Regions from separate parts of the Ovis aries genome. Here region 1 is linked to region 2. The links are chromatin contacts, called in public Hi-C maps. All regions are on one chromosome and are shown on one strand. The core of a region is the stretch at or near the end of the contact, and the rest is flanking DNA. Distances in the headings are between cores, read along the strand shown. Region 1 overlaps PSD3 (pleckstrin and Sec7 domain containing 3). Region 2 overlaps LOC121818043 (a long non-coding RNA gene).

Region 1 (3,135 bases), core at 213-2,712, 200 kb after region 2:
CATAAACTAAGACTCCAGTGGTAATGGATTAATCCCAGTCTTGGTTAAGAAGTGCCGAGGCAAAAACCATGTGAATGTTAAAATATGTATGTACTTTGGCCTCCAGGCTCGTTTGTTTGAGGTTTATCTGAGGTGATGTTGTCATTTGGCAATTCTGAAAAGATTATTTCTTTGGGTTTGGGTTCGGTTAGCAGATGAGCTGGAGAAGGCAACTCCAGTACTCTTGCCTGGAAAGTCGCATGGATGGAGGAGCCTGGTAGGCTGCAGTCCATGGATGGGGTCGCTAAGAGTCGGACACGACTGAGCGACTTCACTTTCACTTTTCACTTTCATGCATTGGAGAAGGAAATGGCAACCCACTCCAGTGTTCTTGCCTGGATAATCCCAGGGATGGCGGAGCCCAGTGGGCTGCCGTCTGTGGGGTCTCACAGAGTTGGACACGACTAAAGCGACTTAGCAGCAGCAGCAGCAGGAGATGAGTAATGGATGGTAATCCTTCTCGATTTTTTAGACATGAATTCAGACATGACTGAAGTTTAGACAGTCTGAGAAATAATCTAGTGATCAGGAGGTGACCAAAGCCCCCTCACCTGAACATGTGATTCAGGCTCATAGACCTTGGGGTCCAGTCTCATGTCCCGTCACTGCTGCTTCTGTGGTTCTCAGCATTTAGGACCCCCCTGTGCAGTCGTGGAAACCCACTCCAGTATTCTTGCCTGGGGAATCCCACGGACAGAGCAGTCTGGCGGGCTCCAGTCCGTAGCATCGCAAAGAGTTGGACACGACTGCCGCTACTTAGCAGACATGCACCGCGTAGTTGGGTCAGGCAGAGAGGTCCCTGGCTTCCCCTTGACGTAAGTGGAGGTGTTTCCACGTTGAGTACTGCCACTCAGCTCTTCTGGAGCTCTTTCACAGTTAAATCAGCCGAACCTCAGTGTCGCGTGGTGCACGGTCCAGATGAAATGGCCCAAAGCGTTTGTTCTTGGCGTCCCTGCCTGGACAGCTTGTGGTATTCTTTGCAGTTTCAGAGATTTGCTGGAAAGAATTTTAGCAGTAGCATTATTATTATTGTTTTTTGTGAGTGTGTGTCCCTTTGTACCTTTCCGTGTTTCTGAGTTACATGTCCATCTTCCAAAGACGTTTTTCACAGACTCCAGTTTAAATAGTGTTGCTTGTAGTGGTTGCAGTGGTAATGTGAACTGCTGTCACACTTTGCAGAAAGGGGTAGTGGGGAGACGGGAGAGGAAAGAGACTTCCATCATGTAGTGAAGTTATTCTTAAGCTCGTTTACTGGATTCCCATGCCTCATTCGAAAATAAGGTGTTAACTCCCAACGCTAATAATGAATCTTTGCTTCTGCTATCTTATTTGTATAAAACAGCGCGTGTCCCTGCAATCCTTGTTTTCCACTGTGCCCAGAAGGTCAACTAACTGGGGCCCTGTTGGTGCCAGTGGACAGGATTTTGTTGACACTCCAGGACACAGAGGTGGCGGGGTGCCTTCCCTCTTGGGGACACCTGTGATATAAGGAAGGGAGTCACCAGCTTCTCTCCCCTGCCTCTGTGGGAACACCAGGCCCTGGCCGTGGCTAACCACTCATTTCTCCTGGCTTGTTTAACTGGGAACAGCCATCTGTTATTAATAGTTTGAAACTTGCTTTTCTCTGGTCACAGACCAGTAGATAAGTCAGAATAGTTTGTACATGTTGATGGACATTATGGGAAGTTTATCTTTGAGGTTAGGGTAAGTGGGAGAATGAACACTTTGACCTGAGCTGAAAGCTTTTTTCTTACATAGTAGTTTCAGGTAGGTTGTCTGAGAGGCAGCATTTTCCTTTAAGTTTCAAATGATGGCCTGACTTTTGGGAAAATGCTAATTTTATGTGATATTTTCAAGCATGATACATTGTTACAGTCACAGCTAATGTTTATTGAGATCTAGTCACTGTTTTAACACAGGTTACCTTGAGTCCCCATGACAGCCCCATGTGGTCAGTAGTGTCTGAAGTCTGGAGAAGTTAAGTAACACAGCTCAGTAAGCGGCAGAACTGAGATTTAAACTTGGCAGTCGAGTGATCTTCACCACCACTCTGCTTCTATGTCCTCAAAGTTAGCACTGTGCGCTGCGGGACTTTGGCTCTTGTATTCAGATTCTCTGGGTCTTGGAATCTGAAACTGGATGACTGATTTGTCAGCAAGCATTATTTTAGATGTCTGTTGGCTAAAATACTGGAAGCAGGATTGTTGTTTGGCTCAAGAGATGGAAATTGTATATTTTTCCTTCAAAAATACAGTGTCTAAAAGGATACTAAAGGGACTGTGTAAGGAATTCCATATATTTATAAGTACTTAATTGGAATTCAAATACAGCAGATTCACCATTTAAAATTGAATGTAAAGCTCACTCATTTTGACTTACAGTTACGTCACACGATGGAAGTGACCTAGACTTTTCTATACGTTTGAATATCAGTATGCTTTTCCTTGTTTTTTTTTTTTTTTTTTTTCTTCTAGGAAGCTGGGATTTAGGTTGTTGAGAGAGGGGTCTGAAACAATAGGAGGAGGGTGGGGGGCTGAGCCGAGGGCAGTCATAAGAAGGTCACGTGGCAGTTGCTCCCCGATTCTCTTGCCTTCTGTTCCCAGACCTCTGCTGAGAAAAAGCGACTTACAGAAATGAAGCAGGTTGGTTCTTCCTATGGCTCTTCAGTCTGTGGACAATGAAAGTGGAAACGTTTAAATAGACGGAGCTGTAGTTTCTTTTGCTTGGCCTTCACGTGACTACTGGTTAAGGACCAGTGGAACTGCTTTTCTCTGCGTATGATAACTTACAGGCTGTTTTGAATTTCATTTTTCAACAACTCTTACTTTCCAAGAAGTTGTTTGGTAAGCACAGTAGCATAATTGAGTCATAGGACTCTGACGGAAGGGGAAATCTGGGCGTAGCAGTCAGCGGCACAGACAGTGTAATTGGATGATTGCTGCCTTTGTGATTATATTATTTTCTAGCAAAATTATATTGGGAAATGGCAGCAGGTTGTGTGATCTTCCAGAGCATGGTCTCTGACCGGACCTTCGTGCCTCTAAAAGGCACAAGTAGTGAGTGTTTGAAGAAGCAAGATGTGTCCTTGGGTCTGAA
Region 2 (3,049 bases), core at 255-2,754:
TTACATTACCCTAGGCCGACATTCAGACCTGTTGCTGAGGGGCACAGAGGAAGAAAAGGAGTACAGTTATACACGAATCCAACCTTTAAGGTTTTTTTCAGTGGTCTGCCCTTGCCTTTTCATTCAAAGCTGAAATTATCCAGCCACCAGAAATAGGACTTATCCTGAGTTATTTTTTTCTTTACCATTAAAAAAATTGAGTTATAGTTAATTTACAGTTTTGTGTTAGTTTCAGGTATACAGCAAAGTGACTCAGTTATATGTTTACATATCTATCTATTATTTTTCAGATTATTTTCCATTATTGGGTATCACAAGACATATAGTTCCCTGTGCTATACAGTAGGTCCTTGTCGTTTATTTTATATATAGTAGTGTGTATCTGTTAATCTCAAACTTATAATTTATCCACCCCCTTCTTCTCCTTCGGTAACCATAAGTTTGTTTTATGTAATATTTGTGTTTGTCTGACTTACTGAGTTTGATCATCTAGGTCCATCCATGTTGCCACAAATGGCATAATTTCATTCATTTTTTATGGTTGAGTATTATTCCATTGTGTGTATGTATAGTTGTTGTTATTTAGTCACTGTGTCTATATATATACACATACTATATATATAGTTGTTTAATCCTATAATTTAATATATTAGTATATTTTATATATTATATAATTTATTTATAGAAAATGTAGTTTTAAATTATATTTTCTATTTATATATTATTAATTAATTATATTAATATATTTAATTTTATATATAGTTGTTTAATCATTAAGTCATGTCTGACTCTTTGATGACCCCATGGACTGTAGCCCGCCAGGCTCCTCTGTCCATGGAACTTCCCAGGCAAGAATACTGGAGTGGGCTGCCATTTTATTCTCCAGGGGATCTTCCTGGACCAGAGAGTGAACCAGTGTCTCCTGCATTAGTAGGATTCTTTACCACTGAGCCACCAGGAAAGCATATATATATATATATATATATATATATATATACATATACATATACATATACATATACATATATATCACATACACACACACACATACATATACGCACACACTACATCTTTATTCATCTCGGACACATCTCATTAAGTAATACCACGGAACCTGAGGGAGGCTCCTGATCCTTCTAAGGAAATGAAGTCGTGCGGTAGTCTGGGAGGCAGGGGAAGGTATCCGGAGCACATGGATTTCACAGGAATCTCAGTCTCTGTGGAAACTTTCAGTAACAATGGAAGGACCTTCGATTTCCCAAATGTGCGTTTGAGAGCCAAACAGCCTTTGCTTGGAAGAACTCTAACACTTTCCCTCCCGAAACCACTGCTCTCAGCGGCGTTCTCAGCCTTGCGTTTCGTGGAGATTTTGTTATTGTTGCTGTCCTTAGGAAATCCATGCTACTGAAAAGGCTAACTGGAGCAGTACTGGTGTGGATGCGGAGGTCGGCACCAGCCTTCAGCCCCTGCGCGGGGACCCAGCGGCAGCAGGGAGTAACCGGCTGTTCCAGCAGGCCGCGCTGTAGGACTCCGGGACCACGTGTGCGCCCTGCAGTCGTGAAAGCAATCTCCGGGTTTGTTCAAGGACGGGGTCGCTGCCCGGGGCTTTATCCTGGGGCCCAGCAGCGCAGACGTGCAGACAAGGCACTCAGTAAGGGCCCCGCGGGGACGGGTGCCCGCAGCCCTCTGGGGCTGTCGTCCTGGGGCGGGAAGGGCAGGTGAACCCTTCCCTCCTCTGGTGCCCCGAGAATAATCGCTGGGACGCCAGAGATGCTGCGTGGGCAGAAACTGCGCTAACGGGGAAACGACAGAGGAGCCGAGTAATCCAAACAGCTTCAGTGCGAGCGGAGCCCCTGGAGATGCAGCGGTTCTTGATCAGAGGTTCGCTTCAGTGACACCCTGGGGGCAAAATCAGCATCCCTGGACCGCGCCCCTGCGCGCTGGGGGGCGGTCCGGGTGAGCTGCGGAGACTGTGTCCTCAGCCTCCAGGGCGATGCCGCGAGGGCTCCTGGCAGCTCTGCAAAGGTACCCTGCGTGGTGTCATCCTTGGCCCTCAGTGCGGGAGACAGATCACAGCTAGTGAGCTTCCACTCTTCCGAGTCAGTTTCCTCATCTGTAAAATGGACCAAGTGGCAGAGAAGGGCTAGTTGCTCAACCCCAGAGACCAGACTTGAGCTACAAGGAGGGCCCAGAGCTCTTGGTGTTGCTCCCCCTAACCCCCATCTCCATTCCCCCAAAGAAGTTCGGGGACCTAGTGGAGAGACGTGTCATTGCAGTTGAGAGCCAAACCATCTCCAGTAACAGTCATAATATAATGATGTCAGCAGGATGAACTTGGTCCTTTCTTCGAGGCTGGAAAGTATTAGGAAAAGGAGCCTCTTCCGTTTTAAAACTAGACATTTAATTTCCAAATACATAGGATTTTGTTTAAAGTACCTTTACTATTAATTTCTCACTGTGATACTAATTTCTCGTTTAAATGCCTTCTTCTCTGCGATCACCCTCTATTTTTTTCAGCCTAACTTTATTGAGGCTTTGATGGCTAAACTGAAGAGCTCTTTAGGTAAATGTCACATGGTGTTTGAAAATATATGGGTTAGTTTGAAATATCTTTTGATATTGATTTTCAGCATAATTCCACAGTGATAAGAGAGCACTCTCTATGATTTCAATACCTCTAGACTGTAAAGTTTTTGCACCTTGTTTCATGTCCCTGGATATGTTCCAGTGTCTCCTAGTTTACAGTCTATGGGAAATTGAATAGAATCCGTATCTTACTGTTGTGTGAAAACTGTATACATCTTAATTACATTGGATTGGTTAATAGTGCTTTTCTGGTCTACTATATTCTACTTCTCTGTACATGCATTCTATTAATTTTTGAGAGTTTGATACTGAAACTCCAACTAAAAAATTTTAACTTATCTACTTAAAAAATAATTGTAATAATTATATAGTGGAACTATATGTAGCCTTGTTTTGTATTTTCTAATACTCCTAAAAATGTGTTATCATACTTTCCTAATTAAAGAAAAAAGACAGAAATCAA

What was found. Hi-C and Micro-C count contacts between places; a contact is called where the count stands out from the background.
Region 1: a Hi-C map of liver shows a contact between it and region 2, with 2.9 times the contacts expected there. The contact joins two enhancer-like sites. A contact is called at or near these places in 2 of 16 Hi-C or Micro-C datasets (hypothalamus and liver).

Annotation. Positions count from the first base shown.
Region 1 is chr26:37,866,714-37,869,848 of ARS-UI_Ramb_v3.0, forward strand. The region is part of intron 3 of PSD3 (pleckstrin and Sec7 domain containing 3); the gene reads left to right. Among named protein-coding and RNA genes, the nearest start is that of PSD3, 180 kb to the left of the region's middle. Within about 2 kb of position 1,463, at least 2 of the 54 cell types and tissues checked have an H3K27ac peak or open chromatin away from gene starts, as enhancers often do. A contact at or near this core is called in liver, where this site is marked.
Region 2 is chr26:37,664,532-37,667,580 of ARS-UI_Ramb_v3.0, forward strand. LOC121818043 (a long non-coding RNA gene) reads right to left here. Exons shown (of 4, transcript XR_006058149.2): 4 at 1,051-3,049. Among named protein-coding and RNA genes, the nearest start is that of TRNAC-ACA, 6.0 kb to the left of the region's middle. Within about 2 kb of position 1,505, at least 10 of the 54 cell types and tissues checked have an H3K27ac peak or open chromatin away from gene starts, as enhancers often do. A contact at or near this core is called in liver, where this site is marked.